2 separate regions of the Mus musculus genome follow, and region 1 is linked to region 2. The links are chromatin contacts, called in public HiChIP or PLAC-seq maps. All regions are on one chromosome and are shown on one strand. Each heading gives the region's core, a stretch centred on a gene start, on an enhancer-like site or on the middle of the called end of the contact. The rest is flanking DNA. Distances are from core to core; before and after follow the strand shown. Region 1 holds the start of Notch1 (notch 1). Region 2 holds the start of Paxx (non-homologous end joining factor).

Region 1 (4,543 bases), core at 628-3,127, 1.0 Mb before region 2:
GAACATCTGAGGCTGAGTGAGTATTTAGCAGGAAGAGTGACAGCTTTGGTTTTGGTGTGTGTGTGTGTGTGTGTGTGTGTGTGTTGTGTGTGTGTGTGGTGTTGTTGTTGCTGTTGTTTCTGTTGGTTGGCTGGTTGTTTTTACCCTCCAAGCCCTTTTCCTGGTAGACACAGGACTAGAAGGACCAATATCTCCTGTCTACTGTGTGAAACAGCTTCACACCCACTTGCCAAGAACTTGAGCCCTGCCCCCCACCCAGGCCATTTTTCTGGCTCAGCTGTCCCAGGGTTCCACAGCTAAGTTCTCCTGCCTGTGTGGTTGGCCTCTACTTATAAAAAGAGCCAACAAGTGTTTGTGTTCAGCTGGTCTGCTGTGCAGCCATACTCATTGCTAGACAAAGACAGTGGAAGAGATACAGACACCCATGGACAGACGGGATGGCAGGTAGGCAGATGTCGCCAGGTCAGCGCAGGTCTCCAGACTCCAGAAGGATAAGGCCTTCTTTGTATCCAAGTCAGGCTGCCTGCTGACAAAGCTGGAATATAGTCGACACATAAGCAGTTAGAGGCCTTCAGGACCCATCTCAGAAGAGGCACTTGCAGTCAGGCGTTCCTTCTATGGAACTGCTCTCTGGAGCTGCAGATCTCTTATATAAATATTTCTGTAGCATTGGGCGCTTTTTCTCTCGGGTACTGACCCCATGCTGCTAACCCCCAGGCTTGAGGCCAGTTTCTGAGAGGAGCAGGAGATGGGGGCTGGACAGCTGTTGGCACTGGCCCTTTAGTGCCTTTCAGGAACAGGTGTGTCAAGGGAGATGGGAGGGTCCTAGGACAATATAATCTGGGGCCCTTATTCCTTGTTGAACTCACCACCGTGTTTTAGGATGGGGAGGTGTTGTTCGTTCCAGATTCCATTGAACTTTAACTGCAAAGGGATAAGGAAGGCATCTTGGACGCCCAGTGCTAAGCAGCTTAGCACAGGATGTCCAAACATCAAGGTGGAGATAAAGCATGAGAGGCTGTGTTGACGCTAGCAGTCATTGTACTGGAACTCTGCACTTTCCCAGGCCACCTAAGTCGGACACAGCCAGGGACCAGTGAGAAGGGTGACCGTGGAACGTCTAGACTCGGGTTCCTGCTGGGAATCGAGAGCGCAATCTGTCCAGCAAGGCACTAGTCCTTGGGGAGTTCCCTTAGGGAGCCCCGAACTCCCTTCTACAGAGGCTGCGGGCGCGACGCCATCATCGTTTAAGGTCAAGCGTTCCGGAAGTCATGGCTAAGAGTGCCTGGCCTCAATCCTCCTGATGCCTATAGCCGAGACCAAACAGCTCCCAGGAGTGGAGCCCTAGGGACAGGACACGCGCAACGCTGCCAGGGCGCCACATTTAAACTCCTGCCCCAGGATTCCCCCCAAACTTGACTTCAGCTGCTCCTGCCCACGGTCCTAGACCTAACTCCAGGATGGAGCTGGTTCCCCGTGCAGCTTTCCTTTCCCACAAGACCCGTACCTCCTCTACTATTGAAATGCAAATTCTGGCCAAATGTCGCAGAGGGCGGCTACACACAAAGCCTGATCCTTCCGCAGCGCCAGCTCAAACTTTTGGTCTCTGTAAACTTTCGAACAAGAAGTAGTTCCTAGATGCCCATTCCATACACCCCTCCATTCCTCCTTGTCTTGCGAACCATAAGATCCTTAGATCCTGGCTCGGGACGCGCTCCCTAGCCCGGACAGGCGCAGAACCCACCAAAGCGCTGGGAGGGACAGGGTCCACAAGGGGGTAAGGGTTCGCAGGAACCAGGGGCGGAGCCCGCTGGGATGGGGCGGGGCAGGGGCGGGCCCCCATAGGGGCGGAGCGCCCGCCCGCTCAGAGCCTCACTAGTGCCTCTGCCGCGGGAGGGAGCGCAGGGGCGTGGGGCGCAGGGCGCGGGCGCTGGGCGCGGGTGCGAGCGCAGTGAAGGAACGAGCCCGGGTGCCTTGTAGGGCCCAGCGCCGCTGAGAGCCCAGCGCCGCCCACCCGCCAGGAAAGAGGGCATCAGAGGGTGGACGCCTGCGGGACCGCCGGTGGTGTGCGTCAACGTCCGATCCCCGCCGGCCACCCCAAGAGGCCGCCGCCCGGGCTGCGGGCAGCTGGCGAGCAGGCATGCCACGGCTCCTGACGCCCTTGCTCTGCCTAACGCTGCTGCCCGCGCTCGCCGCAAGAGGTAGGCTCCCGCGAGCCCGCAACTTCGGGCGCCTTTCAGAAACTTCTGTTGCGCCCTGCGCACGCTTTGGGTAGATAGGAGTAAGGGACCAGCTGCCAGAGTTGAGAGCCAGAGCGGGTGGACGGGACCGTGGGACCTGGTGTCCTGGCGTGTGAGGAGGACCCTTCTCTTTCCAGGGGTACCCACTTTTCTCATAGCGCCCAAAGACGCTGGAAGTGTGGTATGGGGCCCCGGAGGCCCAACCCTGGCTCGCACTTGGGTAGACGCTCCTGGGGCTCGCCGCGGGGGCGGACATGCTGCTTGCGCCTCTACTTTTCGATTTGAATCGAATCGGTTTTGGTTTCCTGTTGCTTCTTGGGACCATTTATTTTCATTCTTCTTTGCCTCCGGCCCGTGCTAGGGCGGATGTTGGGGTGCAGTGTGAGGTCAGGGGCGCTATACTCTCGTTGCTTACTTAGAGCGGGGCAGAGACGATGTGCCCTGGACTCCTAGTATGGGGTTTTGGGATCGCTGTCCCCTAGCCGGAATCAAACTTTCGAAGAGGGGCGATGTGCAGGCGGCTTGCTGCCTAGGGTGGGCGTGGGACTGACTCATTTCGGAAGTTTGAAAATCCTGTGCTGATTGGAACGGGAGCCGGAGAGGGGAGCCCTTATTTCCCTTCCGGCTTCACAGAACGGGGTACTCCTGTTGTAGTAACCAACTGCACTCTTCTCCCAGTAATCGAAGGAGAGAACTGCCTGCCCTTTCCTTAAAAGTGGGGTTTTATGTGACGCTCGAGCTCAGCCCTACATCGAGGCTTAATTTTTAGAGCTCTTTAAGATGGCGTGGGAGGGGCTTGATTAATAATAGCCCCTTCCCGAGAACGGGGTGGAATTCCTTCTAAGTGGGGTTTCTAAGACCCCCTCCCTGGGTGCGGCGGGGGCTGCCCCTGGAGATGCCTGCGAACAGGTATTGGGTGTCGGAGTAGGCGGGGCAGGTCTCCGGGTGCGGCCCCGCTGCCCCAGGAGGCGGCCCTGGCGCGACAATGGGCCGCTCTGATTCCCGGGCCGGCGCTTTGTTGGAGGGCGGGGTGGCGGGCTCCGCAGCTGTCGCTTTTTCCCACGATCCGGGGAGCTGAGTGTGGCCACCCCCTCCCTCCTGCGGTCCCCTCGTATCTTGTGTTTGAACTGAGGCAAGGGTGGAGGCTTGTCGGGGGGCTTTGCTGGGCACCTTAATCCCCTCCCACTTTGGCTGTGTGGTTAGAAGTTTGGGAGAATTTGCTAAGTCTTTCTGTTGCCGTCCACTTCGCCTCACTATGAGTGGGGCGGTACACCTGCCACCTAGCCAGCCTATCCTTTCCCCACTAGTTTTTGACTACAATACTGTGAGCAGAACATTGATTCGTAAGCCGCCCCCCCCACCGCGTCCCGCACCCCCTCAGGACTGCCAATAACTCTAGTGCATAGGCACCATGGCTTTAATCTCCGTCCACCATCAGGACTATAAGGAGTTAGGTGCCCAGAACCAAGCCTGACCTCTCTCTTCTGACCTTCCCCCAGGCTTGAGATGCTCCCAGCCAAGTGGGACCTGCCTGAATGGAGGGAGGTGCGAAGTGGCCAACGGCACTGAAGCCTGTGTGTGAGTACCGCCCCTGAGGGGACCTGTTGCTTTTGTCAGAGCAGAGCCCCTGCCTTCTGGGGACAGAACACTGGGCTATTGTCTTCGGAAGACAGCCCCGAGGCTGAGTGCAGTCACGTGCTGACTTTTATTGGACAAAGTCTGGCAATTACTTAATCACCAGCAATTATGCCGCGTGTGGAGCTACTCTGGCCCCTGGAGGTTGGCACACTCCTTCGTGGGCCCTCAGGCTCCTGGGAATTCTTGGTGCCCTAGTTCTTATTTAAAATGCTTGAGAAACAGTTGTTTTGGATGATGAGCATTCGTTCTGGGACACTTACCGAGAGAGTCTGAGACCCCCACCCCCTGTCACCTGGGATCCCTCTTCCTGAGCAGGAGTGCACTAGGAAGGAAATTGACCCGTGTTGTTGGTTTGTGTTCTGGTTTTGTTGGTGGTGCTTTTTGTTTTTTTTTGTTTGTTTGTTTTTTTGTATCAGGATCTCACTATGTAGCTCTGGCTGTCCTCAAACTCACTATATAGACCTTGAACTCAGGAATCTGCCTGCCTCTGCCCAGTGAAAAGTGCCTATTTTAAGACAAGACCCACCTCTGGACTCTGTGCCACGGGCCCTTGTCCTCAGGTCACCAACTGTGAAATGGGTATGACTTGGGGATGGGAAGGTCTGCTCCATGTTGGGAACTCCTTTTGGGAAGGATCCCGGCCAGGTTGCTCTCAAGGACTAGGC
Region 2 (4,673 bases), core at 797-3,296:
CTCTACTTGCACATATGTGTGTACATGTGAATATGTAGAACACACACACAGGAAGGTAAGTGTATTATTTCTGTGTTTATACTGGACACAGTATAACTTGTTTGGCTTTTGTGTGTGTGCTAGGACCCTGTTGTGTACTCCTGCTGAGCAGGTACCTGGGATCCTTGGGCTTCAGCCTTTCCATCTGGATTTACAAGTGTGTTCCACCACGCCCTGAAGTACCAATGTTTGAAGAGACAAAATTGTCCCGAAATGTTTGAGGGTATAGTTCAGTGACACCTGTAATGTGAATATTATGCAAAAATTAATAAAATAAAATAGAATTTAATAAAAATATTGATTGTAAATTTGTCAAAATGTTGATAATTCGTCCATCTGGGGCTCATTATGCTGTTATTTCTGCTTTGTAGTCGGTTTAAAGTTTTTCACTCAAATTGGTAAAACAAACAAAACAAAGCAAACAAACAAAACCAGCAGCTCCATGGGAGGCTGAGAAACAAATCCTTGCAGACTTTAGCAGCCTAGAACAAGAAGCAGCGATATCTCCAGGTCCTTAAGGTCTGGGACAGGCCCCTCGAGTGGAAGAGGATGCCGTTCACCATCTCCCAGACCTGAGGCCTGGACAGGACTCTGCTTCCTGGCTCTGGCTCTGGCTCTGGCTCTGGCTCTGGCTCTGGCTCTGGCTCTGCCTCTGGCTCTGCCTCTGGCTCTGCCTCTGCCTCTGGCTCTGGCTCTGGGGCTCTGGCTCTGACTCTGGCTCTGGCTCTGGCTCTGGCTCTGGCTCTGGCTCTGGCTCTGGCTCTGGCTCTGGCTCTGGCTCTGGCTCTGGCACAGGCAGGCCTCCATACTTTAATATCAAAGGTTTTCCTGGGTTGCCTTGTGCTGTGGTGAGCAATGCAGTAGGGATGGGAGAAATGACAGACATCATTTCTGCCATATTCCAGTGGCTAGAATAGAAGCAAGACCTTAGATGCAGCTTCTAGGAGGGGGTCAGACAATGGTGGAGATGCAGGCAGACATCAAGGCTGAGCCAGAAACTCCTAAAACCAGGATGTACGGTACACAGTGAAAAGCAGGGAAAGTAAGACATGGGAGAGAGGGATGGAGACTTGAGCAGAGGTGAAATGTTCTACATGGATCCTCAAGAGGACACTTTCAAAAGAACTACAGGTAAGTACACCCGGCTGGAGACAGGCAAAAACCCATGCACGCAAAGGCTCTAGTCCGGAGCCTCAGCAGGGTTGAGCAAAACTAGAGGAAAGTGGGAATTGAGTATGTTTGGCTGATGGCACTTTTCAAATGTTAGCACAGTTCACCAAGTTACTAACCACTCTCACCATGGTTCTCATAGGTTCATGCTAGCCCTCTTCCACAGCCTTGGGAAGACTTCTGTTCCCATCAGGCCTCCTCCTGAGCACACCCTTTGCTGGGCTCCATTCTCTGCAGGTGGCATCAGCCCCTACTATGCAGGCCCTGTGTGGATTCTCATGAGCATTTGCTGCAGTGTGAGTGCTGTCCTGTCGGACTAGTCATCTCTCCCATTAGATCTCAGGTTCCAGAGACCTCCTGTTGGTGAAGGTGTCCTCAGGGCTGACAGGTATCACACAGAGGGTGGTGACTCAGACAATGGGAGGGTATTGCCCGGGAGAAAACTGCATCTCCAAACGTTTCCACATGTACTGTACTTACTCTTGTATTTTGGTTTGTTACAACTCAGCTTTAGAAAGAGATGTGTTTATATCTAAAGTGACAGGAAGGGACAAGTGACCAACAGTTTGGAGGCCCTGCAGTACAAGCCCTTGGGGGATAGATAGGAAAGAAGACCGGCATTGAAGAGCGGCAGATATGTTGCTAAGAAGGACCCAGAAAAGCGGAAGAGCACAAGGAGTGAGACCATAGTAGATCTCTGTTTGGATGCAAGGGCCAAAGAACAGAGCCCAGAATAGCACTGAGTAGCTAATGCGCTAAGCCCCGCCCTCCGAGTGCTTCCCGCCCCGCCCCACGTGCTAAACCCCGCCCTTTAGTCAGCCTCTTACTTAATGCCTGGTACCCGGAAACAATGTCAACCTTGAGTACCGCCCATCGCCTCGTCCTTCCGTCCCTCCAGAAACCAGAAGTTCCGCCGCCGAGCGAACACCTTAGATTGTGAGTCACCGAGTTTGTACTTCTGCGCAGGCGCCCTCAGCCCACATCTAACTTGGCTCCTGCGGCGAGACCGCCCTGCTGTCATGGCTCCTCCGTTGTTGTCGCTGCCGCTTTGTATTCTGCCGCCGGGTTCGGGCTCCCCCCGCCTGGTGTGCTACTGCGAGCGGGATAGTGGTGGAGACGGGGACCGCGACGACTTCAACCTCTAGTGAGTGGAGTCTAGGGATGTGGGGTGCGGGAGCATAGCGGGCACGGTGCCTGACAGCCCCTCCCACCCAGTGTGACGGACGCCGCCGAGCTCTGGAGCACCTGCTTCTCGCCTGACAGCCTGGCGAGGCTCGTGAGTAACAGTGCTGGGGATAGGAGACAGCTGGTAGCTTGCCACCCTCCCCCTCCCCGTGGCAGTGGTTCTAATAGCATTTCCAGGGTAGGGCAGTTTGGAATGTCCAGTGGGTCCAGGGTCCTGGGCGGGGTTAGTGACAATTCCTTGTTCCCAGCAGAAAGCCCGATTTGGCCTAAGTGGGGCTGAAGATATCCATTCCCGGTTCAGGTGAGTTCCAGTTAGGGAGGCCATGTGAATGAGAAGCTTGGGGTAGTGCTAACACATCCTGGCCATAACACACATCTCCCTCCTTAGGGCAGCCTGCCAACAGCAGGCAGTAACTGTAAGCCTGCAAGAAGACAGAGCATTGATAACCCTTTCAGGGGATACCCCTGCCCTGGCCTTTGACCTCTCCAAGGTGCCCAGCCCGGAGGCAGCCCCCAGGCTGCAGGCTTTGACTCTCAGCCTGGCAGAGCATGTATGCAACCTAGAGAGGCGGCTGGCAGGTACTGTATGTGTGGGCACCTGTACCTTCCCTCAGGGGCATGCTTTTGCAGACCCTCCTGGCATTGAGTGAGATGCCACGACTCTCTCTTAGCTGCAGAAGAGACCATCACTAGCCCCAAGAAGAACACCCAGCCAGCAGGCACTCAGTTCTTACCAGGTAAGGGGTGGGCCTGGCATGTGGGCTGGGGCTGCTCTTTCTCTGGAACTGCCTCTCCAGATGTCTCATGGGAGAATCTTTCCATGTGGACAGAGTTCTGGCCAGGGTTCTTTGGAGTTCAAGATTTCCCTGATCCTATTTTCTGGCAGAACTTGATCACCAGAGAGGCAGCTCTGGGCCTGGGGTCAGGAGACGGTGTCCAGGGGAGTCTCTCATTAACCCTGGCTTCAAAAGGTACTTGCCACCTGTCTCCCCTGCCCTGGTCCCTTCCTTTTCTTCTATGTATTTACATACTCTTGTCTTCTAGTAAGAAACCAGCTGCTGGTGTAGACTTTGATGAGACCTGAGGACAGCAAAGCCTGTTACTTGGCCAGGAGCCTGCCTGCAAGGAAAGGGGAGATCTAGGACCCCCTAATCAGAGACACCCCTTGCTTCACTTCCCCTGTGGTCCTGCTGTTGGGCAAAGGTGCCTCTCATCCCTTCTCCGTCAAATAAACTGCTCCCTCGGGGAGAGATGCTAGGCCAGACTTGAGTTGTGAAGATTGGCCTTGGGGAGGGGGCACGAGAAGACCCCTCTGGTGTACTGTGGAGCCCTGGGAGGCAAACAGATGCATCAGGCTCTCGGCATCCAGGAGGCTCTCCCGCCTAGGTCTTAAGGCAGGCAGCAGAGCTTTCTCAGACCTACTGTGTTGATTCTGCGTGGCCAGCACAGAAGCTGAGAGCGTCCTGGTCTGGTAGAGCCAGAACTCTCTAAGGCTTAGATGTCCCACACTTGCAAGCCCCACCCAGGTAGCACAGAGGCGTTGTCTTGGAGGCCACCAGAGGGCATTAGACAGTAGAAGCCCCTTATAGGAGATATGGTTGGCCCACAGTCTGTGGCTGGACTGAGGAATGGAGGCCTGCCCCCACCCACTTGGCCAGGATCCCAGAGGCTGAGCTTCATGGGGCTCCCCACCCTCCTTGGCCATCCAGGGCACCCCGCCCAGCTCTGGCCTGACTGGTTTGGGAGACTAATCCAATCCCCTAGATCCCTGATGCCTCCGTGCTGGGGCAGCTGTAAAGGGCCCCAGGCCTTTGTTCCACACCATGGAGGAGGGTGAATTGTGCTTTGTCCAGTGGACTCTCTTGTCTTCAGCATTTGGGGACACCACCTTTAACTATGTTTCTCACCATAGGGTTGAGGTGGTGTAGTTGTGGGTCTCTGGCCATTTGGACGTTCAGGACACAATTACTTGGGGCAGAGATGCTTTATGGGGCTGCAGATGAGTGTATGGAAGTAGTGGGGCTAACGGGGGTGCACAGCAGGCTGGTAGGCAGCCAGGATCTCTGCGCTGTGTGGACACGTATACTTGAACTCCTTCTTCTGCAACGCACTGTCCAAGTAGCGACGAACGCAGGACAGTTCCGCGGGGATGGGCAGCTGGCGGAAGTGTGCACACACGGTCTGTGGGTGCAGCAGAGCGTGGTGAGGGTCTCACTCGATGGCCCCACACCCACACCCACACCCTACCCGCTGGTCCCTCACTCACATCCACAATGTGC

Evidence for each region. HiChIP or PLAC-seq counts read pairs in DNA pulled down with a chosen protein or histone mark.
Region 1: a FOXA1 HiChIP or PLAC-seq map of pancreatic cancer cells shows a contact between it and region 2. The contact joins the promoter of Notch1 here to the promoter of Paxx in region 2. A contact is called at or near these places in 5 of 39 promoter capture datasets (the SN4741 cell line, embryonic stem cells, liver and 1 more) and 2 of 115 datasets of contacts at active chromatin or transcription factors (pancreatic cancer cells and pro-B cells).

Annotation. Positions count from the first base shown.
Region 1 is chr2:26,501,156-26,505,698 of GRCm38.p6, reverse strand. It overlaps Notch1 (notch 1), which reads left to right and starts at 1,877. Exons shown (of 34, transcript NM_008714.3): 1 at 1,877-2,201; 2 at 3,740-3,818. The coding sequence starts at 2,141. It overlaps Gm35978 (predicted gene, 35978), which reads right to left and starts at 1,772. Exons shown (of 2, transcript NR_132655.1): 1 at 870-1,772; 2 at 352-535.
Region 2 is chr2:25,458,467-25,463,139 of GRCm38.p6, reverse strand. It overlaps Paxx (non-homologous end joining factor), which reads left to right and starts at 2,046. Exons shown (of 7, transcript NM_153557.1): 1 at 2,046-2,353; 2 at 2,425-2,485; 3 at 2,646-2,695; 4 at 2,783-2,973; 5 at 3,066-3,131; 6 at 3,281-3,365; 7 at 3,439-3,652. The coding sequence starts at 2,229. The coding sequence ends at 3,478. Clic3 (chloride intracellular channel 3) reads right to left here. Exons shown (of 6, transcript NM_027085.3): 5 at 4,661-4,673; 6 at 4,368-4,575. The coding sequence ends at 4,417.